4 separate regions of the Sus scrofa genome follow, and regions 1, 3 and 4 are each linked to region 2. The links are chromatin contacts, called in public Hi-C and HiChIP or PLAC-seq maps. All regions are on one chromosome and are shown on one strand. Each heading gives the region's core, a stretch centred on a gene start, on an enhancer-like site or on the middle of the called end of the contact. The rest is flanking DNA. Distances are from core to core; before and after follow the strand shown. Region 1 holds the start of ZCCHC8 (zinc finger CCHC-type containing 8). Region 2 holds the start of DENR (density-regulated protein). Region 3 holds the start of CLIP1 (CAP-Gly domain-containing linker protein 1). Region 4 holds the start of RSRC2 (arginine/serine-rich coiled-coil protein 2).

Region 1 (7,056 bases), core at 2,862-5,361, 180 kb after region 2:
TCCTTGTTCACCAAACAGCTAGCATTCTAGCTTGCATGGGTGTTGCATTGACTTTAATTTATTGAAAAATACAATTTTTTGTAAATATCAGATCAGTGATACTGGTGTTAGTGTTGTAATCAGGTTAAACCCACTTCCATTAAACTTGACAGGATTATAGAAGGACAATATTTTTTAGTTCATGAATTCTACTTTTCAAATATATGAACGCTGCAGGTTGGGATAAAAATCTCATACATGGATTTTTGGTGTCCACTGTCTTGTGTACTTTTGTACTTAACCTTGTACAGTTATTTTCATCTCTTGAAACATGAAAGAAATGTTAATGTAGATGTTCTTTAGAAGATCTGGCCATTTGGTACATAATCCAGCACAAATAAGCTGGGTGGTGATGATAATAAAAATGGTTTTCTCAAAACTGGTGTTAATTTAAGTTACCTGGAATTCTTATTTGAATTTGTTTTATGATTTTTGTAGCATTTTGCAATTGCTATTAGAAGACACTGGCTTAGAAGTTCCTTTTTTTTTTTTTTTTTTAAGAACAATTAACTATGATACAGGCAATACCATGGTGAACAAAAATGTAAAAGGAAGTCGGGAGAAGTGAACAAACTTATTGAGTAATACTGTTTTCCTACTATAAGGGACAGAATTGGTGTACAGTATTTGTTAAATATTCCATGTTATTCAGGAAATAGATTAATACATTAAAGGGATGTAAGCACTTTTATTTTAATAAAGTGCCTTATAACAAGTTCTCTGTATGCCCTTTGCTCATTATCCCTTTTGAATTTTTCTCTACTATAAAGTACTAAAACAGTAGAAAATCACTTTGTCACTACGTTGAATAAATTTAGGGCATAAATTTGGAGGAGAGAGTACTACAAAATTTGAACTTAATTGGCTTTCATTACAACAAAGTCATAATTTCTAGCTTTCTGTAGGGAAAAAATCCTTTGAAAATAATCTCCACAATATAGTAGCACAATGCAGCAGCAGAAGTCTGCTCAATATGTTTAGTTTTCCTAGAGCACAATGATTCTCTGGAGAGATGGCTCTTCATGCTTCAGTGACAAAGTCATGTTTCTGGAGAAAAGATACCATGGTTTTCCATTTTGAAATCATCCCAAATTGAATTTTATGTTGAGCTAAAGGTTGAATTGGCTTCATTAAAATTTTTTTCATGGCTTGGAGTTCCCCGTCGTGGCACAGTGGTTAACAAATCGACCAGGAACCATGAGGTTGCTGGTTCCATCCCTGGCCTTGCTCAGTGGGTTAAGGATCCAGTGTAGCCGTGAGCTGTGGTGTAGGTTGCAGACTCGGCTCGGATCCTGAGTTGCTGTGGCTCTGGCATAGGCTGGCGGCTACAGCTCGGATTGAACCTCTAGCCTGGAAACCTCCATATGCTGTGGGAGTGGCCCTAGAAAAGACAGAAAAAAAATTTTCATGGCTTGTAATGCACTGTGGATATAAAAAGTAGGCATTAACTGCTACCTGTTTTTCTACAGTATTTTAGGATCTGGCAGTTCATTAGGGGTGATAGGGTCCATCCTGCATTCATCTAGAGTAGTAATTTTAAGAATTTTTGTAGCTAATTTTGATCCATTTATTATATCTAGAATAATTGAATAGGTAACTGGTATTTTTAGTTGAGATTTTACAAAATCCCAGTTGGGACTAGTTACATTTGAAGTTACCAATAGCTGGAGTTCTCTTTTGATGCAGTGTGTTAAAGATCTGGTGTTAACATTGCAGCAGCTTGGGTCTCTACTGTCCTGTGGTTTTGATCTCATGCCTGGGAATTTCCACAAGCTGGGGGTTGGGGGGGTGGTCAAGAAAGTTAACAGTAGCCACCATGTGGCCAGGGGCAACCATCCTGGACCTTGCAATTTAGAGGTAGGCGTATGGGCAATTGTTAACTTGTATAATTAAACTTCAAGAAGCAGTTATTAGAGGCCTGGGGCCTGGGAAGTTAACAGCTTGGCTCAATTGGAAATGAGTTTCAGTTTATAGGGAAGATACTTCACAGTTTTTATGTGCTTAAACTTTTTCCTAGCTGCTATGAAAGCTGTGCTTTCAGTTTCAAAGTCTCATATTCCATGATGGCTTTTATGTAACAGGAACATAAGTTGCTATCCAAGAGATACCTCAAAGACATGGTAGGTAGGTAAACAAGAAGATAAGACTACTCTATTTGAGGCAAGTTATGATAAACTGTGTGAGAGCAATTGGCTTTGAGGGTAAGATTACCAAATTGAAAGATGAGGTGATTTGGGTGATGATAGGTTGTGATTAAAATTAGAAAACTTAAATACCATGTAAGAAGTAGGCTGGCAGAAGATAGCAGAAATTAATTTGTTATATATCATTCCAAGTTAAGAGTTTCACAGGTGAAAAGTTGATTTAAGTATGTACTTAAATATAATTTCTCTGGGACTCAGTTCTCCCACTGGCCATTCATCAATTTCTGTAGTCTTACCCTTCTCAATTCCAGTCCTATAGAAAGTCCTAGACTTTCCACTCTTCATTATACAGTCTCATTCTCTAGATAACAGTTGTATTTACTAACCTTGAGATCATACTTTGGGGGGGGGAGCTTACTCGAATATCTAGCTGCCTAATATACACCTTTACTAGGGCCTAAAATTTTACCTTCAATTTACCAGTAAAACAGTGCTTCAAAAATTTCTTCCACTATTCAAGTTACTCATCTGTTTTAGGATAAAATTATCTCAAGGTACATCATAGTCAAAATTGAACTCACTCTTGGCTTCCAAACCTGGTCAACATATGTTGTTCTCTATCTCTAGTAATCATTTATTCAAGTTTGTTAAGTCAGATCCTGGCAAATAATTCACAACCCTTTCCTCTCCTTCCCCATAACCCTTGAGTTATCTCTGTTCTTTATTTTTCAAATATCCTCTATTAAATACCAACTCTCCACCACTTGCCACTACCTAATCTAACATTTGTTGATTTTATTACAAAAATCTATTCCATCTGTCTCCTAGACTGCCACCAATTCTTTTCCTACCATGCAATCAGGACCATCCTATCAAAATGTAAATTTGTAGCTCACAGACACACCACCTGTTTAAAATGCTTACCAATTTGGGGATGGGAAGAATGAATATGCCTAATATGGTCTCTGAGTACTGGCCTAATTAACGTTCCACCCCGGGCCTCCTCTTGCTCCACTCTGCCTTTTCATACGGAATTTTTTTCCTTTTTTTTTTTTTTTTTTTTTTTCTTTTTAGGGCCACACTTAACAGCATATGAAATTCCCAGGTTAGGAGTTGAATTGGGGCTGTAGCCGCCTATACCACAGCCACAGAAATGCCGGATCTTTAATCCACTGAGCAAGGCCAGGGACCAAACCTTTCATTCTCATTCTCATGGATGCTAGTCGGGTTCGTTACTGTTGAGCCACAAGAGGAACTCCCTATTTTGCTCACTCTTGCATTCTCAGCTCCTAGAACAGTACCTGGCACACTGAATGTGGTAAATAAATGTTACTGAATGAATGGGTGATTGAAGGAGAAACCACCAAAAGCCACAACAGACAAAGCTAAAGTAACCTAAAGCTTGAGCTTCATGGAAAAAAAAAAAAAAAAAAAAAAAAAAAAACCAACCAACTGAAGTAGCTTCTCCAAGATTACAAATGTATCCTATGGCAAAGCTGGAGTTCCTTATTCTCTAGTTTGGCACGCAACCACAACATGTGATAAACCATGCATCGTGCTCTGATTTTTTTCAGCCTTAGATACATAACAGGGACAACTCGTAACATTTTGATCTAGTTGGGCTTTCTTCACGTTTTAAAAGGACCAATCCCAGTATGCAGTGCAAACAATGAGTTAACAGTCGCTTAGAAACCACATGTCCCAGCATGCCATGCTTCGGAGCAATCTCAGAGGTGGGTCTGAGGAAACGCCGTTGCATTCTGGGAGTTGTAGTCTCACAGGACTGGCCCGCCCCTTGTGCAGCTCCGGCGGCCTACGTTTAGGAGGAAACCCTACTGGGTGGCTTAGATCGGCCGGAGCCGGGAGAGCGGTGCCGCCCAACAACCTTGGCCGCCGGCCGGGTGGCCAGCTCCGCCTCTTCTCGTGTCTTTTCCCACAGCCCAAAATGGCGGCGGAGGTGGATTTTGGCGATCTAGAGCTGTTCGAGGCGTTTGACCACGCCGAGGAGTCGATTCCGAAGCCCGTTCACACCCGCTTCAAGGAAGACGACGGCGACGAGGAGGATGAGAATGGAGTCGGCGACGCGGAGCTCCGGGAACGGCTTCGGCAGTGCGAGGAAACCGTCGAGCAGCTCCGCGCCGAGAATATCCTTCCCCTCGCTGGGCCGTGTCACCCGGGCGTGTGGTGGGTGCGGTGCCGGGAAGAGCGCGGGCGGAAATTCCACCAGGGCCAGAACTCAGGCTGAGAATCTAGGGTTCAGATTGCGTAAACTGTCCCCCAGGCCTCGGCGCGGGACCTCTCCCTTAGTGGGATGCGTCTCCTGGACTTGATTCGCGCCTCCCGCCCCCCCCCCCCAATTCCGGGGCCGGATTTTAGGGTTATTTCGGACAGTTTCAACTGTTAAATTGTAGGCTCTTCACCACTTGTCTTCCTCTCTTTGGAATCACTACCCGACTTCATTTTCTGCAGCCCAGCTAAAGTTGATGAAGCCGTGTTATAGTTAGGAGATACCGGCTGTTTAGACTTTGGCGCAGATCTGTCTTTCCAGTGGGGCAGAAGTGAGGGGTCCTGGGATGTAGAGTCGGGGCCCTTAAGGGTTCGAAGCGCGGAAAGAAAAATGGTTAATTGCTTGAAGAACATTGAGGATTCATTTTAAAGTTCTTCCACTTTAAAATAGCTTCCGTGGTGAAGATGTATTGCAAAGGTTTAGAGAAGACGCGCCAAATCAGTTTCCGTTTGTCTTTAGTTTACAGCCTTTCTAGCAAGATGTGTGACTGTTTTTTCACATTCTTAGAGGGTTTTTGTTTTGTTTTACTATTCATACAGATAACTTTGGTTCAGGTAGTTTTGCTAATGGAAAGATCCCTGAAAGCGGTTGGTAAATCATCTTTTAAGGTTTAAGAGGTCATTTTTTATAATGCCTTTTTCCTCAACATTTTATTATGAGAAATTTCAAAATACAGGAAAGTTGAAAGGATTTTACAGTGATCTTTACAGAGTCCATCCTAGCTTATTAGGTCCTTAACAGTGTCTTATGCTGCATGTACTTTATTTGAATAATCATGATGCTGCTGACTTGGACAATTATCTTTAGTGAGTGGCTGTTTAACTTCTGACAGGACACCGTTGTCTGAATAACGTTTTTGGTTGTCTGTTAGTCTCTTTTGAACTGCATGAACCTGCCTTAGAAAGATCACGTTTAAAAGGATGAAAATGATGTTTTAGTTTTTAGGTCCTGTTACCTAGCCCTGCAACAAAGCAGGTCAGCAAGTGTGTCATCCTCAAAATATTTGTCTTTTAACTTTCCTAACATTGATACCAAAAGTAAGATTAGTAGTTGAAGTTTATGATCTTCATATTTGTATTTACTGAGGGCTTACTCCTTAACAAGGAATAACATCAGGAACTTAAAAGAAAATTGAACATTCTCACTCGACCAAGGTATGAGATCTTGAAATGGCACTTTAGTTGTCCTTTGTTTTTTTATCCTGGTATTAATATTTAATTAGTTTTTTTTTTTTTTGTAAAAAGAAGGTTTAGAAATTTTGTATCATTTTTATTTGTTCAATATATGCTGAAGAAATCAGAGTAATGATCCTTTATTTTTAATTTATTAGGGAAAACTTGAACTGCTTTCAAACAAAGTAGAAAGGATAGTACAATCATAAGTTTAAATTATAACTGCTTGAAACTTGAAACTGACTTATTGGGTGAAAATATTTATGAAACACAAACTGGAAATATTTGCCTTAATGTTCAGAACAGACAGGTTATCAACCCAGCTGTTCCTATTCACCAAACATTTCTGGGAGGTTAGAATTAAGATTACAGTATTAATCTAGGTGTAGATTTATTCATACAATTTAAGTGTGTTCATAAGTGGAAATAATGCAAGATATAGAATTCTTTTTTTTTTTTTTTTTTTTTTAATTTTCTTAGGGCCATATCTGCAGCATATAGAAGTTCCCACGCTAGAGGTCAAATCAGAGCTACATGTGCTGACCTACACCGCAGCCACATCAACACCAGATTCAAGCTGTGTCTGTGACCTACACTGAGCTTGTGGCAACTCTGGATCCTTAACCCACTGAGTAAGGCCAGGGATTAAACCCCCATCCTCATGGATACTAGTTGGGTTCATTTCCGCTAAGCCATAACGGGACTCCAAGATACAGAATTTTAGAAGAGAAGGTAGTTGCTTTTGAAAAAAGTACAGTGAGTAAATTTAACATAATTTAATAGCTCACTAAACCTAAAACATTTGTTAAAGTACAAATTTATTACATAGAATGGTATTTTGAGGCTTTCAGAATTTGAGTGTGCCATGATGCAGTTTCATATGGACTTTTTTGTCCCTGGTACCAGCTGAAGTAACTGGCTACATTAGTAACTAAAACTTCAGATTTTTAGAATTTAGGCATATCTTAGAATATGTCCAAAGAATAATTTCCCTGTGCCATACCTTCCTTCCTCTATTTGAGCACCCCCTTTTTTTTTTTTAAAGTGCTGCACCCGAGGCATATGGAAGTTCCCAGGCTAGGGGTCAAATCAGATCTGTAGCCACCGGCCTACACCACAGCCACAGCAACACCAGATCCTTAACCCACTAAACAAGGCCAGGGGTTGAACCTGCGTCCTCATGGATGCTAGTCAGATTTGTTTCTGCTGAGCCATGACAGGAATTCCATTATTTGAGCACACTTTGTGGATCTACATTCATTTGGTATTAGGTAGTAAATGAAATGTAACTAGGATTTCTAAAAATTTACAATTTTTATGTATGTGAAAATATTTTATTTAGACAACCACATGCTTTAAATATTAAATATTTATAAAGTTATAATTACCTGAGTTCAAATGATTATAGCAGCAT
Region 2 (6,774 bases), core at 4,255-6,754:
TGACATTTGTGAGAGGAAGGGTGGTATAACATTACTAATTAATTACTTTATACTGGGTACATGCTAGGCACTTTGTTCTGCTTCGTATTATTATGCTTAATCATCACAACCCTATAAAGATATACCATCCCTGTACTACAAGTGTTAGAACACGTAACTCATTTGCATCTCATTAGAACAGGACTTGAAAAAAAAAAAAAAAAAAAAAAAAACAAGATTTGAACCCTGGTCTGTTTCTGCAGCTCATGCTCTTAACCACTAAATCAGATCATACAACATAAAGGCAAGGTTGCTATATGCCAGCCCACCATCACTCTTTTATCGATGAAGCCCTGAAAAAGGCAAAATAGCTCATCCAATGACACAGCTGATACACAGCAGAAGAAAACTGAATCCAGCATTTATTTCAAGTTTAGAATTCTTTTCCCTAAAGTTCTCCCTGGTTAACCAGAGCTAATTCTGAAAGTTCAAGTTCAAATACTAGAAGGTAGAGATATTCAGCCACACTTTCAGGATATAATTATAGGTTAAATCCCATTACAGCAAATATTAAGACCATAAAACTCTGTACACCACTTCACTAATATTCAGTTCAGCAAAATTCTAATACAATGAAAAACTTTGGACAATTCTTCCAAGTTCCAAGTTGTTATTTGCTTTTAAAGTCAGTATCTCTCCACAGATGACTGTGTACCTCTTTGTATTTAATTTAAAAGATAAAACTGGAGGGTTCCTGTCGTGGCGCAGTGGTTAACGAATCCGACTAGGAACCATGAGGTTGCGGGTTCGATCCCTGGCCTTGCTCAGTGGGTTAATGATCCGGCGTTGCCGTGAGCTGTGGTGTAGGTTGCAGACACGGCTCGGATGCTGCGTTGCTGTGGCTCTGGCGCAGGCCGGTGGCTGCAGCTCCGATTAGTCCCCTAGCCTGGGAACCTCCATATGCCGCAGGAGCGGCCCAAGAAATAGCTAAAAAGACAAAAAAAAAAAAAAGATAAAACTGGCAGGGAGAATCTGAGCCCTGTCATGTGTTCTGCTGTTGACCTGTGGCCACAATAAAATTTATGAATTTGCTACTTATAAAACTGCAGCTTTTCAAGGAAAAGATCTGTCACTAATCATATCACTAAGAGTGGAACAACCTGACATTATGTACCTGCTGACGTGATGCAATATGAAGAACAAAGCCTCATCATCCATGAAACCTTCTGCTCTGATCTCAATGTCTGTGTCCCCTCAAAATTCATATTGAAATCCTAACGCCCAATATGATGGGAATTGGAAATGGGGCCTTTGGGAGTATTATTCTTCTCAATAGCCCTCTGAAGTAGGGTCTACAGTTATCCATTTTATGGATGAGGGAACTGGCCAAGGTCAACCAGTGAGAAAATGGCTAAGCCAGGATTCAAACTCAGATGACTTCAGATTCTGAAGCCTCAGTCTTGTAGATAAATGTTGCCTGGGAAATGACCCCATCTTAGTTGCTCTTGTGTCTCACTATATTCTAACCAGCATTCTGCTCCAATCACCCCTTATTTTCCCTCTACCTTGAAGATACCATATTAAATCTTACCACATTCTTCTTTTTTTTTTTAGGGCCACACTGCAGCATATGGAGGTTCCCAAGCTAGGGGTCAAATTGGAGCTACACCAAAGCAACAGCAACACCAGATCCAAGCCTAAACCACAACTCACGGCAACGCCGGATCCTTAACCACTGATTGAGGTCAAGAATCGAACCTGCAATCTCACGGTTACTAGTCTGATTTGTCTCTGCTGCACCAAAGTGAGAACTCCACCACTGTATAATTCTTAAGAATTCCTTCAGCTTTCTTTGCAAATTCTACTTATTACCTAAGGCTTCTCACTCCCTCACTTCACCTTCCCAGCTTCCCTCTGAACAAAGACCCCTCCTTTTCCTGATATCCTATTTCGTAGTTATAGTCAGCACAATTTAATATTCCCTAAGTGCTTCTCCTACAACTAGACCTTAAATTCCTTGAGGAAAAGGTAACTCCATCTCCATCTTAATGCCTGGAGTATCAATACAAACTAGGGAGGGAAATAAAAATAAACCTTTCTTAAAAAGATTAGGGACCTCTGGTCAACACATTATCATTGGGATGGACTGCTATTTAGTGCAGCTGTTCAATCCATCTTAGCTGACATAAGCAACTGAACAGGATGGCTTTCATATACTGTAATTCATCAATTTTAATTTTTTTTCCTGTTTTTAGAGAGATTCATCTCATACTGATGGTATATCAATCTAACAATTTTTTCTTTCTTAGTAGAACCTAAAATAATGGTGCATCTTATAAAATATGGAGATTTAGGAATCAAATATGGAGACTTAGGAGTTCCCGTCGTGGTGCAGCAGAAACAAATCTGACTAGGAACCATGAGGTTTCAGGTTTGATCCCTAGCCTCGCTCAGTGGGTTAAGGATTCGGCCTTGCCATGAGCTGTGGTGTAGGTTGCAGACGTGGCTCGGATCCCGCGTTGCTGTGGCTCTGGTGTAGGCCGGTGGCTACAGCTCCGATTGGACCCCTAGCCTGGGAATCTCCATATGCCATGGGTGCAGCCCTAAAAAGGACAAAAAGATAAATAAATAAATAAATAAAATAAAATATGGAGACTTAGATTCGATGAACTAAGATATAAAGAATAATAGGTCTTAAGAACATCTGACAAGGATGGATAAATTATACTAAACTGGTATACTTTCCTAATAATAGCACTTACTGCATCCCATTTTTATGTTAGTTGCTGAACTAGCTTTATAGGAATTATCTAACTTAAGATGTAATCATCACCTTCATTTGACCATAAGAAACAGACCTCTAATCCTAAGTGAAATCAGGTAACTTGCCCAAGGTCACACAGCTAGAATTTAAGCAGGAGCAGCTGATGCCGCCCTAGATAAGGGTGCAATCCTTGGTCCATGACTCCAAAGGCAAACAGTTTAACCATATAAGACCAGCATCATAGTAAAACTCGATCAACCCCACAAAAAGTCCCCCTGTCTACTCTTTGAGGTATTTTACACTAATTTTATTTCAAAGATATTTAGTAAATAAGTTGATTCAACTTTTTAACTCAGTGATATCACCTCTCCTCTAGAGTAATTAAACTCCAGATGAAATCTCTATTAAACACACAAGAATGTAAAGTCCATGAGAACAAGGACCTTTTCTAACTTATTCCTTATTCAGTCCCCAGCACTTAAAACATTGCTAGACACATAATAAGTGGTTGAAAATATTTACTGAAGGACCCACTGTGGCTCAGCAGGTTAAAGATCAGGCATTGTCTTTTTTTTTTTTTTTTTTTTTTGGTCTTTTTTGCTATTTCTTGGGCTGCTCCTGCGGCATATGGAGGTTTCCAGGCTAGGGATCGAATCGGAGCTGTAGCCACCGGCCTACACCAGAGCCACAGCAACGCGGGATCCGAGCCACGTCTGCAACCTACACCACAGCTCATGGCAACGCCGGATCGTTAACCCACTGAGCAAGGGCAGGGACTGAACCCTCATGGTTCGTAGTCAGATTCGTTAACCACTGCGCCACGACGGGAACTCCAGGCATTGTCTTTGAAGCGTCGAGGGTTCAATCCCAGCCCACTACAGTGGGTAAAGCTCTGGCTGGTAGCTGCAGCTCAGATTCAATCCCTGGCCTGGGAACTTCCATATGCTGTGGGTGTGGCAAAAAAAAAAAAAACTTACTAATAAAAGTAATATTTACTTGCCCTTTTACTTTACTGTCTTGTATCTTCAAGTTTTTCTGAACCTTTCCAAGATGCTAGTAAAATTAGAGTATTTCCAATTCACAAATATTTCTTTTGAAAATGAGGAAAAACACTCAAAGGGGAAAAAAAATTTGATTTATATTTTACTAATTAAACCCACTTCCCCAAGACCATCCCATCACTCCAACCTCAACAATTTCCACTTGTTATTGACATCAGCCCTATACTACACTAAGACAAAGCTGCTTATTTCTCCACAGAAATGCATCAAGCTTTATCTTGGCAGCTCTTTGCTTCATCTGGGATGCCCTTCCCCAATTCCTCATCCAGTCCCTGCCATCCCTTAAGAATCAGTACCTTCCAAGAAGCTCACCTTTAATAGCTAGACTAGGAAATAACATTAAGCTGAAATGATCTATTTGCTCATCTCTATTGGACTGCAAACCTCTCCAGGCCAAGTAGCAAAACAGAAGTCACAAGGCTGGGAAAATCTGTTAATCCATGCCTCCTTTTCCCCAATCTCCCCACCTCCCAATTAAATATTCACCAAATGACAAAAACAGGAAAAAAGGATTACTACGACCATATGTGAAACCACTTATTGTAATACATAATACAGTGAATAAAAGCCATTTGCTGCCTTCCAACACTTGCCTCCGCAGTAAAGGACTCGAAGTGGGTAATCTGCATCTAACTTGGTATTGCTCTTCAGGTCTCCTTTGCAATCATGCCCACCAGATTCAGAAATGTCAGCAGCCATTTCACAAACCTGTAAGCAAGGAAAATAACACAACTTCACTCTTTTGGAGCAAGACTCCCAGAGAAATAGTGTTCAGGTGTAGCCTCACCTCCTCCTACTAGAAATCCCCCTACCCCTCAAATCTGTTTCAATTCTCTGCTGAATTAAAGGTACAATTTGCACTAGGATTCATAAAATAAGTAATCCAGTCAACTGTATTTCAATAAAAAATTTTTTTAAAGAAGTAATTCGGGCACATTCTTTTCCAGGTGTACAGGTGAGATTCATAGCTAATGGACCATGACAACTAGGGAGTGGGGGGTACTCGTGGAAGAGGAAGCAATGGGGAAAAGGATGGGGAGGGTGACCTCGGTAGAGGCGGGGCGAAACGTCTGGGGGTGATTTGGAAGGGATGAAAACTGCAACAACAGAGAAAAACCACAAAGCATCTGAAAGAAGATGGAAAAACCTAGGAATAAGGGGTGGGTCACCGGAAGTACCCGGAGTGCAAGGTGTAGGGTCGGCTAGATGACAAGGGAGGGACGCTGAGGAGTCAGGAAAGGGGATGGGAGTGGGAGGGGGCAGGGAGGCCAGAGTCTGAGGAGAGAAAATGCGGGCAGAAGTACCAGGAAGGGGCAGATGTAAGAGCACTGAGGCGATAAGGGCGGCAAGATGTGGGGGTGCGACCTGAGGTAAAGGGGCAATCCCGGGGACACCAAAGGGGCCCATGTGGGCGGGGGTGTGGAGACGCCCGGCCCAGCCCCCTTCCGCCGGGCAGCACCTCAGCTTCCCCCACGCTCTCTACGAGCTTCTTGGAAACGGGAGAGGCACGAGGGGTCATTACCCAGGCGGTCGCACAGCCTCCGCCGCCTCCGCTCCCGCCACTACCGCCAGCTGAAGCGACACATGCGACTCCTCTTCCCTGCCCAGAGCCGCCCGAAAGCCCGTCTGCCAGCCGCGGTCCCGCGAGACAATAACCCTTTATCGCGAGATTAAGGCCGCCGCTGGGCGGCTGTCGCGAGAAACCTGAAGGCGGGGGCGGAGAGGACTAGGGAGCCTGCGCATTTTGCTCGGGGGCGGGGCTAAACAGTCTAGCGGCTGACGGCCAGCAGGCGGTGCTCGTTATCCGTAGCACAGGATGGGCGGTCCGCGCACGTCAGGGGTCGCGACGCGAAAGCGGAGACGTGCGTCTAAGTCAGCAATGACTCTTTATTACTGGGTTGGGAACGTTGCCCAGGGGTCTGGGGTGCATCCTGGAGTCCTGACTAAACCTCCAGCCTGTTGTATTAAGTCATCCTCCGCAGGGAGATTGCAGCTGGAAAAGGCCTTTGTTTTCATTTCAACACCATACCCTACCTTGGCAGAATTCATCGTGAAAAAATGAGTGCTATTTACATTTTTCTCGTCTCCCCACAATCTCATCACCCTATTTTCACAGCTTCCTCGTATTTACCACTCCTTATATGTGTTGTAAATTGGAATTAATTTCTCCCATGTCAAGCTTTCACACACGGTGTGTCTTAGCTTTGCTTCCAACCTAATTTCATTTTGGGAAAAACCCTTCATATCCATCTTCAGCCTGAGCCCTGTTTGTGAAATGGAAGTAACACTACAACACTCACAGAGCTAGGAGAGTTAGGGAAATGGTGATTAAAAAGTGCTTTGTAGGAATTCCCGTCGTGGAGCAGTGGAAACGAATTCAACTAGCAACCATGAGGTTGAGGATTCGATCCCTGGGCCTCGCTCAGTGGGTTACGGATCCGGCGTTTTGTGAGCTGTGATGTGGGTTCAGAGGCGGCTCGGATCTGGCATTGTTGTGGCTGTGGCATAGGCCGGCAGCTGCATCTTGGATTAGACCCCTAGCCTGGGAACCTCCATATGCCGGGGGTGCGGTCCTAAAAAGACCAAAAAAAAAAAAAAAAAAAAAAAAAGTGCTTTGTAGATGGTGGAAGTTGTTCTTTTCTATTTTGCTTTATCCTCCACTCACATCTGCCTCATTCCCCTCCTTCCCTGTAAACTCCTTTGCCACCACCGCTACTGCCCTTAGTTTTCTGCTCAAATAATTATGTTTGCATGAAACCATCTGGCAAAATCATTTGCACCAGAAACTGTGGCCTCTACTCTGCTGTCTTTTTTTTTTTTTTTTTTGGCTATGCATACGTAGTATGGGAAAGTTCCTGGCCAGGAATCATACTCCACACTCGTGCTATAGCAGTGACACCACTGGATCCTTAACACTAGGCCACCAGGGAACTCCCCATCTTTCTTAAGTAAAAGAGGAGTTTCCTCCCC
Region 3 (6,566 bases), core at 1,880-4,379, 240 kb after region 2:
TTAAATACCTTTTGTTTTCCTTTTCTTTTTTCGGCCACACCATGTGGAAGTTCTCTGGGCTAGGGGTCAAATCAGAGCTGCAACTGCCGGCCTATGTTAGAGCCACAGGTCAGATTCAAGCCCATCTGCCACTTATGCCACAGCTTGCAACAACACTGGATCTTTAACCCACTGATCGAGGTCAGGGATCAAATCCGAACCCTCATGGGTACTAGATAGGCTCTTAACCCACTGAGCCACAATGGGAACTCTTCTCTCTCTTTTTTTTTTGGTCTTTTTAGGGCCGCACCCACAGCATATGGAGGTTCCTAGGCTAGGGGTCAAATTGGAGCTACAGCTGCTGGCTTACACCACAGCCACAGCAATGCCAGATCCTTAACCCACTGATCGAGACTAGGGACTCAACCTGTGTCCTCATGGATACTAGTCAGATTCGTTTCCACTGAGCTATGATGGGAACTCCCTCTCTCCCTCTCTCTCTTTTTTTTTTTAAGAAATCAAAGTAATACATGCACATTTCAAAAAATAAAGTACACCAGGGTTTATAATGAAAAGCAGCAGTTTGTTCTGCCCATCCTCCCAACTCTGTTCTCCAAAGACCACCACATTTTTGCCTTTAGTTCTTCAGGTGTAACTTCTATATCTCTGAAAGTATACCTATATTCTTATTTAGTTATCATCTCTGGACATGATCTATTGAATTTATGTTGTGACTAAAGCACCGCTTCCCCTCCACACAGGTCTATCACTATTTGTAGTTATTGGTTAATTAATGACATGATTAAACTTTTATTTTTTATCCTTTCTAGCCAAAAAAAAAAAAAAAGTATTTAATGACTTCCCCGCCTTGTAAAATGAAGACTAGGGAGCTCCTATCTGACTTTCAACTTCTGCCACTCTCCTCCACCTTCCAAAGTCTTGTCCACTGAGCTGTTCTAATACTTTTACAGAGGACATGTATTTAAAAAAGCTCAGTGGCTCCATCTAAAAACAGAATGCTTAATTTGAAATAGAACTGACCAACTTCTTTAGTCCTAACACCAGCCACACCATGGGAATGAGCACAGTCAATGCCCTGGTAGTAGGGCTGGAACTAGGCCTTGGTCACAAAATTTAAGGGGGCTTTAAAAACTCAGTATTCAAGGAAAATATTATTTTAATGAGATTTTGTTTGTTTGTTTGTTTGTTTTTTGTCTTTTTGCTATTTCTTGGGCCGCTCCCTAGGCATATGGAGGTTCCCAGGCCAGGGGTCTAATGGGAGCTGTAGCCAACGGCCTACACCAGAGGCATCTGCAACCTACACCACAGCTCATGGCAACGCTGGATCCTTAACCCACTGAGGGAGGCCAGGGATCGAACCTACAACCTCATGGTTCCTAGTTGGATTCGTTAACCACTGAGCCACGACAGGAACTCCAATGCGATATTTTAAACACTGAAATTAATGCCAAAAATTCCATGATGAACAACATTTAGAAATAAAGATAGGCTCAGTAGAATGATTAGAGGAGGAGTTCCCATCGTGGTCAGTGGTTAATGAACCCGACAAGCATCCATGAGGACTCGGGTTCAATCCCTGGCTTCGCTCAGTGGGTTTGGGAATCTGGAGTTGCAGTGAGCTGTGGTGCAGGTCAAAGATGCGGCTTGGATCCTGCGTTGCTGTGGCTGTGGTGCAGGCTGGCAGCTACAGCTCTGATTCAACCCCTAGCCTGGGAACTTCCATATGCCAAGAGGGCAGCCCTAAACAGACCAAAAAAAAAAAGAATAAGAGGAGATAAGAGGAAAACAGAAGTGTTTATTTGCATCCCACTCAACAGTAGTCTCTGCCTTTTTCTACCGCATCTATGATTATATAGGTTGTGCATTAGTGCTGAAAAGTATTCAGATGAGAGGGTGAGGTATGACTTTCAGATTAGGAATATCCATACTGGATACCAGGGGTGCCACCACACTTTGACCTTGCAACTTGCAAACTAAGGTGATGTTGAGTTAGGAAACAGGATTTTTGTGACTTAAGCCTGAATCCAGGGGAGGTGCCAGCAGATACATTTACTTGTTTGTTCAGAACTCCATGCATTTTCATTGCAGTTCCCTCCCCCTGCTCTGTGCATGCCTGTTGGTCCAAGCAGCACCAGTGCTTTGAATAAAGGTCAGCAAGGGGGTCACCCTCCTGATTATTCCCTTCCACCAGAGAGGATGGGGAAGCCCTGGGCCCCCTATCCACTACTAAGTCGTTGTAAAATACTGGGCTTCACCCACAGCTGCAAATTCCTTCCAGGAGCTGCAAAGCTTCTGGGGTTGCCATGGTCCATGGGAGTGAAATGCTGGCCGCCCTCCGCTGCACCGGCCCGGAGCAGGCTGTTGCTGCCTCCCCTCCAGTCCCTTTCAAAAGCTTTTAAAGGAGATCCCTGTGGGGAGGTGGGAGGACAGGACGTTAACCAGGGCTTCCCTCCAAGCGGCTGAGGCGAATAAAAGGCTTTTCTCAAACTGACGGAGCAAGTGTTGGGTTTGTTTCAAGGGATTTTTAAACTCTCGGTCTTTCCCTGGAGGGAAGGGGAGGGAGGAGATGGTCCTTCTCAAGCTTCATTTGCTGCAGTGCTTTCCCCAGAGGTTGCTCACCCTGGGTCTTACTTGGAGGGCGAGGAGGGCAGAGAGGACGCTCCCTAAAGTTAACCAGCTGTGGGCAGCTCCTCCGAGCTTATTTCAAAGGATTTCTCACCCTGGATCTGGCAAAAAAGGAAAAGAAAAAAGAAAAAAATCAGCTGCAAATTAACAGGCTGTGCGATCAAGTCTCAATGGAGCTCTCGGGTGTGACTTGCAAATTCTGGGAACACGTTCAGAAAATGGGGAACTAACCGAGATGATGAGAAGCCCCTTGGTCCAGGCCTCTCGGGTTTCCTCGCACCTTCTTCCCCATCCCGGTCCTCTCTGGGATCTGAGAGCTGGATGGCGGGCGCGCCGGGGGTCTGAGGTTCGTTTCTCCAGAGCGGCGGCCCGGGTGCAGACAAAGAGGCAGCGGCTGGGGGCTCGGACGCGGAGCTGGCGGCGGGGTCCGAGGCGCTGGGCCGACCGGAGTGGGCGCGGCGGCGGAGCGCGCGGGGTGGAGCCGCCGCGGCGTCTTCTCCAGGCGGCGCGCGCCCGCCCGGCCCCGCGGCGGCGCGTCACGCTCTCCCCCGCCCGGAGCCGACGAGCCGGGAGGCGGGAGGCGGCGGCCGCGCGGCTGCTGCTGCTGCAGTGGGGCAGGTGGCGGCGACTGGCGGCTACCGAGGCGGCGGCGAGCGGTGAGCGGGGCGAGCGGGCGCGGCGCGGGCCCTCTCCCCTTCCCCGTCCCCTCCTCACCTTTCCCCTCCCGCCCCGCCGGGCCCTCTCCTGCCCTCCCGGCTTGGGGTCGGGGGCCGGCCCGGCGTCCGAGAGGGGGACCGAGTCCCGCGCACCGCCCCCCCTCGAGGGGTTCCGGGGAGCCCCAGGGGGATGGCCCTGGAGGCCAGGGGTCTCTGGGGTGCTCCCCCGGAGCCGGAAAAGTCGCCGGCCCTGTCAGCGCCGAGCCCGGCCTTCCCTTCCTCCGCCCGCCTCAAGATGGAGCTTGGACTCCTTGCCCCTGCGCCGCCCCAGGCGCCGCTCCCTCCCTGGCGTCCCTCTCTGCTCCCCTCGGCCCTGGGGGGGTGGACCCCCTGGAGGGGCCGAGGCCCGGCGGGACCTGTTGCCCCGGCGGCCACCTGAGCATTGCCCGGGCCCTTGGCAGCGGTGCCCGCGAACCGGAATGGAGGGCACCCTGGCCGTGGCCTCGGCGGCGAGCTGACCCAACTGGCCTGGGGCCTGGCCGGCCGTGGCTTTTGTCCCCCACACACAGCCCCCCCGAGTGGGACTGATTGTTGGAGAAGGTAGATGATGAGAGGTGATAGGGATTTCTGAAATAACCCCGCTGCCCCGTAACCCGAACCTTCTGCCTCGGCAGGGGATTGGCTCTGAAGGCAGATGACACTTGTTCAGAGGTTATTTTAAAAGCAGACACCACTGCTTCCCCTCCTTTGGCGGTCCTGTGCTTCAAATATCTGATTTTGATCTGGGGAGAAATCCTGAACTCATCTTTCTCCACTTCATGTGGCTTTTCCATCTGGCAGGAACCGCGCCCCACCCCCCCCTCCCGTCACAGCCCCACCTCTTTGCTTTGAAGAAATTACACGTTCAGTCTGCAATGTTTCGATACCTGTTTTTAGCAAAACCTGGGCGCCAATTACTGTATTTTAAAAGGAGGGTGGAAAAAATGCTGCATCTTTTTTTTTTTTTTGGTTCGGCAGCCTTGACTTCTTTCTGTTCTAGGTTAGGACCCTGCCTGGCCAATAAGAGCTTTGTATTAGTGTTACTGCTGTTGCTCTTATGGTTGTGGTTCTGGTTGGTGTTATTTTTATTTTTTATTTTTTAAAAACTGCTACTACCTATAGTATGCACAGCCTAGAGACCAAATGTATTAGACCTTTGGGTTTAATGATAACCTTTGACAAGAGTGCTCAGGTATGTTGCTCCTCAGCTTTGGTGCATTTTTCTCTGGAAATGTTAACCTTTATTGAGGGTTTCTGGTGGTCAGGCCCTGGGCTAGTGTTTCGTGTGTCTTATCTTATTAATTAATCTAACCTGTGACTGTGCTATCATTATCCCCATTTTACAGAGGAGGCATAGAAAGGTCAAGGACCTTGCCCTGCCCAGGGCCACACAGCTGATAAGTGGTGGTGTCAGGATTTGAGCTCAGGTATTCTGACTCCAGGTGCTTTGTTATTGAATTAGTGTGGTGGCTGTCTGACAAGGAGCAAGGCTGGCCCTTATTAAAGCAAAGACAGTGGGTGTTTGCTTGGCCAAGGGCTTGTCCTGGGTTTTTAAGGTTCAGAGAAAGTGAAGTACAGCTTAGGCTTCTGCTAGGCCTAGTTCAAAAGGTAAAAAAACAAACTGGATGGACCCTTCGAAGGTATTCTAAAGATAAAGATGGTGCTCTTCCCTGTTTTTCTCAACAATTGCTTAAGCTCCTACTTGAGTTTGAATATGGCATGAGCGGATCTGGTTTCTGTTCTTCAAGAGTTTAGAATTTGGTGCTCTTATTTACCTTAAATTTTTTTCATCTAGTGTCTGATATTAAGCCTCTTGTATCTCATGTGACCCATAAAAGCATGTGAACTTAAGTCTAGTTTTCTTGCCTTTTAAGTGCTATCTCTGTTGGGATTCTAATCCCAATGCATGGTGTGTAAGAGATAAATTGGACCTCTTATACTCTGTACAAAGATAGGCACTTTTGATTTTTGTCACATATTGGCAGCCTGTTCTTAATTTTGTGCAGATGTATTTCTGTTCTTCCTAGTGTGTATGTGTGTGTACGTATATGTATATGTGTGTATGTGTGTGTGCACACATAATCAATAATGTATATGTTTGTGTACATGTATGTGTATATGTATATTTTTATTTTATTTTGTTTTTTTGCTTTTTAGGGCCGCACCAGAGGCATATGGAAGTTCCCAGGCTAGGGGTTGGATCGGCCATGCAGCTGCTGGCCTACCTGACAGCCACAGCAACTCAGGATCCGAGCCGGGTCTTCGACCTCCACCCCCATCCACGGCAATGCCGGATCCTTAACCCACTGAGCGAGGCCATGGACTGAACCCGCATCCTCATGAATCATAGCTGGGATTGTTAACCACTGAGCCATGACGGGAACTCCAGTATGTGTATATGTTTATGTGTGTATATCGATATCTGTCTATATCTGTATCTATATCTCAAAGACCTTGTATTTCACTTTGTAGCACCCCCTGCAGAATTCTGCAGTCCCATGTGCTCAGTGAATATTCATTATTTAGTTAATTGAAAATAGGTCCCTAAGTTTCAGGACTGGTTTTTATAGAAGTTAAAGCTAAAGAAAAACAACTGAAGGTAATGTAGTCAAGTCACAGGAAGATGGCTTAATATTTGTTAGCATTAAAACTTTGTGCATTGTTAACTAAAGTGAGACTTTTCATCTCATATAAATTGTTACTTTTCCACTTTATCCTAATTATTAGCTTCTTTCCTTTTTTCCTCATAAAAATGAGGTGGGATGTCGAGTGTGTTTTTCTCAGATATACAGAATGGACAATGTTGTTTCCTAATCATTGCAAGCCACTAGTTCTCTTTTTCTTTATTTTTGAAGTGGTGATAGTCTTCCCAAAGGGAGCTTGTGGAGCTCTGGTGTACCTATATGTGGGCAGTACTTAGGTCTCATTTGGTAATTTTTCAACAAATATTCATTGAGCAACTACTGTGTGCCCGATGCTGTTCTGGGAGCTGGTGCTACAGCAGTAAATAAAACAGAAATCCCTGTTCATGTGGAACTCCCCTTCTTCATGCAGGGGAGGCAAACCATAACCATATTAATAAAATTTATTGTGTGTTGGAAAGTGAGACATAGTAAGAAAAAATACATAAATCAATGAAGGAGAAATATGAAGTGTTTGGGGGACAAGAGTTAGGGAAATGGAAATGTTAGATAGAGTGGTAAAAGGAGGCTTTGCTGAGAAAATGACTTTTAAATAGAGATCTAG
Region 4 (7,412 bases), core at 1,039-3,538, 160 kb after region 2:
TAGATGGATGGATGGATGGACAGACAATCACTGCTTCTCCTGGTGCCCCCGCCACTGGCAGCTGGCATTGGGTTTTCCACTTTCTCCTTCCCAACACTCTCCAAGTCTCTTCCCTGTCCCCAGATGCCTAGGCCTCCCCAGATTCATTTCTGTGGGGTCAGTGGCCTCCACTACTCTTCCTTCCCTCCCACCTCCCAGTGAGATGCTACTCTGGTGTTTTCTGATTCCTCTGGCCACCCCCTTAGGAGTCTGGGCCCCTTGCTTTGCACCCCCCATCTCCATCCCCACATTCTCAAGAGATTCAGCCAACTGCACCTCTGCCACTTGTCACTCATTCCCCAGCACCGTGACAACCCACTCATTCCATCAGCAGCGTTTATTGAATGTCTACCACATCCCAGAAGCTCTGCCAGCTACTTCCCTTGGGATACAACAGGGAACAAACAGACAACAAGCCCTATCTTCATGGAATTGAGTCTGATGAGGAAGGAGACAGTCAACAAGCAAGCCTTCTCTGGGTCTCCCAGCCCCTTTGTTGGGCTGCTCCCTTGCATGTTATTCTCCCTTAAATATCATCCTTGAAACTCTCATCAGGTGTCTCTGGATCTCCTTGCCCCGCCCCCACCCCCCCCCCCCCCCCCCGGCTGTGCCCCCAAGTGTCCCTCCTAGTCTCCCTCAAGGATCTGGGCATTCTGTTCTCCCTAGTTCCTAGGCTAGGGGTTGAATTGGAGCTACAGCTGCCAACCTACACCACAGCCACAGCAACGCAGGATCTGAGCCTTTTCTGTGACCTACACCACAGCTCACAGCAACGCCAGATCCTTAACCCACTAAGTGAGGCCAGAGACTGAACCAGCATCCTCACTGACACTAGTTGGGTGCTTAACCCACTGAGCACAATGGGAACGCCCAAGAAAAGAGTTCTTAATAGAAGTGTAAACAGGAGTACAGAAACAACGCATATTAGAATAAACAAGAGCTTTAATGGCTATGTTTGGGTGGTAGTTGGGAGGAGATGGGAAGGAAAGGTTGGAGTGAAAATTTTCATGGGTCTCAGTGTCCTATCTCTGTAAAAATAGTTAAATAGTGTCAGCCTCCCAGGTCTGTCACACTCAACTCTTTCAACAACTGTTTATTGAATGCCTAATACATACCAGTCACTGTTCTAGGAGCTGAGAATACAGTATGAAATTTATATTCTCACAGGAAGGACATACAAAAATAAAATATACTGCGGTATTGAGTAGGCAATGAAGAGTGAATGAATCACTCTTTTAATCTACACAACAACCCACTTTACAGCTGAGAAACATGAGTCAGGGACTAAGTAAATGGCCAAGGTCACCTAAAGCGAATTGATGATGTAGCTATACTCATCTGCGAATTTGTAGACTCAAATTCACACCAGCTGTTAACTATTATACTGCATAATTACAAAGAGTGTACAAAAGAAGGGGGGGAGGAACGCCTAAGAAGGACCTGTTTGGCAACTGTAGACATGTGGGCAGAGACCCTAATACCAAGAAGTCAACTATGCAAAGCTCAGGGGGAACAAAGATGCAGGCCCGGTGCAAAGGCTCAGAGGATGGACTGAGTTTGGGGCGGCTGCCAGGCCTGAGCAAGAATGGAAAAGTGCGGGAACTAGATAGGTGGAGCTAAGTGAATCCCCAATCTCAAGACTGGGTTAAATCCTCAGTGCTAGGGAGGGAAAGATGACCAGGAACGTGATTTTATTAACGATTTGAGATTACACTGGCTGCCGGGTGAAAAGATGAACGAATTAGGCAAAAACAGTTTCAGCAAGGCCTTCAGGCCGTAAATGCTCTCAGCTGGACACCGGGGCCAGCAAGAACCCAATCTCTCTCCCGCCAGCGTCTAGTGGGGAAAACACCCCGGACTGAGCTGAGGCCTCTGCTACTTCAACATAAGCCCACCCCCCGCAAGCTACAACAGCGCGGTTCCCCCTCCTCACCCGCAATTGAAGAAACTAAAGAACAGTCAAGTTTACAGCCCCTCTTCGGACACCCACAGCGGCTCCTAGACGCGTCAGGGCCCATCCCACAGGTTTAAATTGGCGGGAGATCACCAAGCCCAACCCCTTTTACGGCAGCCAGCGGAGGCCAAGATTGCTTAAGAATCGAAATAGGAAGTCGCCCCACCCTAAATTCCACCGGTTCCGAGAACCAGGAAACTGCATTCTAGGGTGTGTTCTTGGCCCCGCCCCATCCCTGGCCTTACACGCCCCCTTCAAAAGAACAACCAATCACCGTTGAACAGCGTTGCTACAGAAACTCATCACCACCCCTTTTCCTCCCAGCAGGCTGTGCGACGCGCCGGGCCTTAGCCCGTTTGTGCCATCCGGGTCTCTCGTTCGAGCGATTCAGTCTGTGGCGAATCGTCTAGGCGGCCGGTACTGTGGAAAGCGGCAAGTGGAGGCGCCGCTCCAGCGGCCAGGACTGTGGACTATGGCGGTAGGTGCCGAATCTGAGTTTAAAGTCAGGGATGTTTCTCTGCTACTGTCCGAAGAAGGGATGAAGGGCTCCCAGAGCTGTTGTCCGAGCTTGTGTGTGGACAAAATGGCGCCGCGGCCTTCTTCTGCGCCCGCCATCATGGCTGCCTCCTTTAGGGAGGGGGAAGTGAGGCGGTGTCGTTGGGGGTGGGGAGCCGCAGGGAGTGTCTTTTTTTTCCAGAACTTTCCTCATCTCTTTCCCAGCTGTGTGTTCTTTTTGGCCCACCGAACTGACTGCAGTTTAGCTTAGTCTAGTGATTTATATTGAATTTTGTTAGGGCTTAGGCATTTATATGTTCGCGGTGGGACCTGGAGTCGTCCGTGAAAAGTGTTGGGTCATAAAGGCGGTGCCTGTAAGGGATAGAAACGTGGGGGGCGAGCGGTCTTGTAGCGTTTTTGTTTTTAGTTTTTTCCTTTTTTGCCTGAGTGCTAGGAGGCGATTCCAGTTGCATAATTTCCGTTAGTGTTCCATCTGTGTACTTTAGTTTATTCCTTAGCAGCTAGATAACGTGTTTCTGGAAGGGAGTAAAAATTCGATTTAATTAAGAGAAGATTTTGGCACTACGAATTCTGATTGATGCTCTGTTTCCGAAGTGGCTTTCGATGCAGTCATTTTGAAGTCTGAGAAACATAATCCAGCCCTGTCGCTGACGTTGTTACTTTAAACTTAAGAGTTCTTCATTGGCCCATTTAATTTTAAATGGAGAGTACGGTTCTTAAATCACCACTTTCGAAAAATAAACCTTCTTTGGGTATAAGATGTCCAGTCCTGATAGATCACATTATTGTGTGATTACTTCCTTTTACTTATCCTGTTAAAAGAAAAATGCGAGAATTTTGTATTCTTTTTCCATTGACTAAAAAGTTGTATTTTCTTGTTTTTGGAAATGAAGCATAAGTAAAACCTTGTAGCTCATCCTAATCACTGGAGTACCTGGAATTTAGAAATCATGGAAGATCCTCCCTCCTCCCATGCCCAGTTGATTTGATTTAGAACCCCTTTTTTTATTAACCGATTTAGAACTAGTTTGAAATCGCTTGGCAGGCTATTTGTGCAGCTAGTCGATGGGGTGTTTTTCTTTGTTTAAATCGTGTTTGGGGCCTCTTAATCTACTTTAAAGAATAGTATTATTTTATTTGGGCTCAAATATTTTTTAAAAACAGTTCAAACATTTGTTTCTGCAGTGCCTCCTTCAGTAAAAAAAAATCCCCTGGAGAAGTGGCCTACTATTAAATCCAGTGTACCTTCTTTGCACTGGAAAGAGATTCCTATGCTATGTCTTGAGTGTTATCAGGGTTTTAAAGAAGACGTAATTTTTTTAAAAACATGGTGTTTTTCTAATAGAGCACATGCTGGAATGGAGAGCATTTTTGCATTTAGCCTTTAAGATTTGCTTGTAGGTCCTTCCTCAGTTGAAATCTTAGGCATTTTCAAAGAAGTTTTCATACTTAATCGATTTTACCTGGATACTTTTTGATATGCTACCATAAGTAATAAAAGTCTTGCTTGGGCTAAGTGGCCACTTATTCATGTCTTTTTAGTGATATAGTGGTTTTTGTTTTCCTATAGTATTTCTTAACAGATGAAAATGTTTAGTGTAAGTTATTGCAGAGTGCTTTCTCCTAAGTCAAGAGTATTTGACTTCCCTATTTCGGGGCTTCTGTGATGTTAAGCATGTAGTTAAAGTATTAACTGAAAACTTAACTGACTGGGCTAGTCGCTGACATTTCCATGGGAAGGTTTTTGACTCTAGTCATGATGTCTGTAAAAGTGAATGGAGATATGCTGGTGATTCAGGAAAGCTGCATCTGTTGGGCAGAAAAGTGGCCTGCCCAGAGATGATAACAGTGCATAACGTTTTTGCTACTCTTTTGCTAAGTGTAACTTTACCAACACATAGTCTTTGTAGTCCTTAAGAATAGTGGTGAGAACAAGAATGAAAGAAAAATGACCAATGTTAGTTTTGAAAATCAAAGTCATCTTTAGTTGTGTGATACAGTATCGTGTATTAATAGTAGAAAGCGAGCGGTTCCCTTCGTGGTTCAGATTCTGACTAGTATCCATGAGGATATGGGTTCGATCCCTGGCCTTGCTCAGTGGGTTAAGGAACCGACGGTCGCTGTGACTGTGGTGTAGGTTCCAGGCACGGCTCAGATCCTGCGTTGCCGTGGCTCTGGCCTAGGCCTGCAGCTGTAGTTCTGGGTCGACCTGGAAACTTCCATATGCTGCGGGAGCGGCCCTAAAAAATGTGCGCGCGCACACACAACAGTAGTAGACAGCAAAGAAAGTACCATCTTAAGTGAGTCAGCTAATGTTGCTGGATCTCATCTGTAAAATCAGAAAGTTGAGTTTGAGTCTAAGGAATGAGAGCCTTTCAGCACAAAAATTTTACGATTCCACAAATCACCCATACATCCGAAAACCAGAGAAGCATGTATGCTTGAATGAGCCTCCACTATAGTTAGTTGCTTCCTCCTGTATCTTACCTGTTTTTTGGTAACATTGTTGGAGGCTCAGCACATACTTTGTCTTTCATTTTAACTAAGTTGTTAATCCTCCCTTATTTGTTATTTTTGAAGTCTTGCCTCATTGGGTGCATTTTTGACCCTCAGAAGATAGTTATTGGATGGATAGATAACACCTTTCATACTTCATTTGTTAAAATACTCATTTAGATAACTTGGTGTTTTCTGGACTATTCAAGGGAAGAAGTTCAGTATTCCTCCTACTGAAAATGTGTAGTGATTCACTATTTATCCAATCAGATTTTTTCTGTAAAGAGCAAGTTAGTAAATATTTTTGGCCTTGTGGACTACATATACAGTCTCTGTCGCATTCCTTACTTGCTTGTTTTAACAACCCTTTTAAAAATGTAAAACCATTCTTAGCTGAAAGGCTACGGCTTGCCAACTCATGGCCTAAGTAATGAACTCACCAGGAATACCGACTATTTTCACATTTGCTCTCTGGTCAGATGGGTCACCACAGTCCACTTTCCACATATGATTGAAACTTTGCTTCACATTTTTTCAGAACCTGACTTGCGAACATTCAGGTTCTAGTTTCTTTTTGAGCCTTTTTTCCTGTGATTCATTTAAATCAATTTCTTCCTTTGTGGTACTCTGTAATTTGTAATTTGGACCACACAGTTCTGCAGATACACAAATACTTTTTTTTAAATGGAAAACTCATGACTGGAATTGATTTCTTGATTTTTTTTTTGATTGATTTCTGCGCTGAATACTATGTTATGATCAAAGCAGGTGAAATTGCCTTTTGTAACTGGAAAACAACGGATACTTAGATGAAGGAACCTGCTCTCTTAGGTAACCTTAATCAGGTCTCTGGGAAAGAGTGTATATGCTTGGCTATTTTAATTTTTTAAAAATTTATGTTGTGATAATTTATAAAATGCTTTAAAGTAGAAAACTTAATGTTTCCATAGCCCAGAGCATATGTGAGGAGAGGCAGACCATTTTTGCTGCAGCACTGTGCCAAGGGGCTTTCATTAAAGAGGGTTAATGAAATTAAGATTGGGTTCTCAGATAGGTAAGTTAATTTTCTGTTTATTCTTTTACAGTAGTTTAGAAGCAGTCCCTGTGCTTTTTAAGATTTTTACAGTCTTGAGTCTGTTTTAACTTTCAATAGCGCATTTAAAATGCCTTTTTAATGTATGCCAATTTAAAATACAAGTATTGGTAAATTCAGCTAAATTAATGTCACAAATCTAAAATGGACACAGTTCCCACTGTGGCGCGATGGGATTGGCATTGTTTCTAGAGGGCCAGGACGCAGGTTCCATCAGCCCAGCGCAGTGGGTTGAAAGGATCGGGCATTGCTGCAGCTGCAGGATAGGTCACACCTGCAGCTCAGATCTGATCCCTGACCTGGGAACTCCATATGCCACTGGGTGGCCAAAAAGTAAAAAATAAAATGGACTCTATTTTTTATGCTTGAATATTTACTGGAAATACTTGAGGCCCTTGTTTTCCCCTTCCCCCGTTGTAAAGTGTTAAACAGGGAGCACCTGTCCTGGTTCAGTGGAAAAGAATCTGACTGGTATCAATGAGGATGCAGGTTCGATCCCTGGCCTCGCTCAGTGGTTTAAGGATCCAACGTTGCAGTGAGCTGTGGCGTAGGTTGCAAACTCGGCTCAGATCTGGCATTGTTGTAACTGTGGCGTAGGCCACCACTGGCTACAGCTCCGATTGGACCCCTAGCCTGGGATCCTCCATATGTCGAGGGTGCAGCCTTTAAAAAATGACAAAGTTAAATATATATTCATCCAATTACATTTGTCTTTTTGTTATTGGTTTAGTCATTTCAATTTATTCAGGTCTGCTTATCAAATAGAAGCCTATTTAGCTACTTGAAAATTAGCTGTTGTGATTATTTTCATTAATTTTGTAAAGATCAAGGATGATTATCTTTCCTCTCTTCCCACTCTTTTAAGAAATTGGAAGCATTTTAAATGCAATCAAGAATTTACAGTCATATTTTTCTCTAAACCTTTAGGCTAGTGATACAGAACGAGATGGACTAGCCCCAGAAAAGACATCCCCAGATAGAGAGAAGAAAAAAGAGCAGTCGGATGTATCTGTTTCTCCTAGAGCCTCAAAACATCATTATTCAAGATCACGATCAAGGTCAAGAGAAAGAAAGCGAAAGTCAGGTATGAATTGCTGGAAATGGTACCACTTCCAGCATTTTTATAGTCTATGTAGAAATGTGTATAAGATATAAATTCATTTTGCTGGTATTATTAATATGTGTTATTCCAGGTGAGAAATGGATAGTGAAAGTGCATTGGTAACTTTCAGGAGAATTTTTCAATTTCGAGGAATACAGATGTTCTAATACAGGAATTTTATAACTTGTCAAGGACAAAATGTATGTTTAGTG

What was found. Hi-C and Micro-C count contacts between places; a contact is called where the count stands out from the background. HiChIP or PLAC-seq counts read pairs in DNA pulled down with a chosen protein or histone mark.
Region 1: a contact with region 2 is called in an H3K27ac HiChIP or PLAC-seq map of alveolar macrophages. The contact joins the promoter of ZCCHC8 here to the promoter of DENR in region 2. A contact is called at or near these places in 2 of 5 promoter capture datasets (fetal liver and liver), 5 of 47 Hi-C or Micro-C datasets (embryonic fibroblasts, epiblast stem cells, heart right ventricle and 1 more) and 2 of 2 datasets of contacts at active chromatin or transcription factors (alveolar macrophages and skeletal muscle).
Region 3: a Hi-C map of fetal skeletal muscle shows a contact between it and region 2, with 3 times the contacts expected there. The contact joins the promoter of CLIP1 here to the promoter of DENR in region 2. A contact is called at or near these places in 2 of 5 promoter capture datasets (fetal liver and fetal skeletal muscle), 1 of 47 Hi-C or Micro-C datasets (fetal skeletal muscle) and 1 of 2 datasets of contacts at active chromatin or transcription factors (alveolar macrophages).
Region 4: an H3K27ac HiChIP or PLAC-seq map of alveolar macrophages shows a contact between it and region 2. The contact joins the promoter of RSRC2 here to the promoter of DENR in region 2. A contact is called at or near these places in 3 of 5 promoter capture datasets (fetal liver, fetal skeletal muscle and liver), 5 of 47 Hi-C or Micro-C datasets (alveolar macrophages, embryonic fibroblasts, fetal skeletal muscle and 2 more) and 2 of 2 datasets of contacts at active chromatin or transcription factors (alveolar macrophages and skeletal muscle).

The regions. Positions count from the first base shown.
Region 1 is chr14:30,260,412-30,267,467 of Sscrofa11.1, forward strand. ZCCHC8 (zinc finger CCHC-type containing 8) reads left to right here and starts at 4,112. Exons shown (of 15, transcript NM_001190154.1): 1 at 4,112-4,327; 2 at 5,582-5,624. The coding sequence starts at 4,129. RSRC2 (arginine/serine-rich coiled-coil protein 2) reads left to right here. Exons shown (of 10, transcript XM_013982805.2): 10 at 1-754.
Region 2 is chr14:30,079,493-30,086,266 of Sscrofa11.1, forward strand. It overlaps DENR (density-regulated protein), which reads right to left and starts at 5,505. Exons shown (of 8, transcript XM_001928848.6): 1 at 5,327-5,505; 2 at 4,398-4,512. The coding sequence starts at 4,503.
Region 3 is chr14:30,317,741-30,324,306 of Sscrofa11.1, forward strand. It overlaps CLIP1 (CAP-Gly domain-containing linker protein 1), which reads left to right and starts at 3,130. Exons shown (of 26, transcript XM_021072961.1): 1 at 3,130-3,281.
Region 4 is chr14:30,239,775-30,247,186 of Sscrofa11.1, forward strand. It overlaps RSRC2 (arginine/serine-rich coiled-coil protein 2), which reads left to right and starts at 2,289. Exons shown (of 10, transcript XM_013982805.2): 1 at 2,289-2,471; 2 at 7,026-7,182. The coding sequence starts at 2,466. KNTC1 (kinetochore-associated protein 1) reads right to left here and starts at 2,214. Exons shown (of 65, transcript XR_002338925.1): 1 at 1,973-2,214.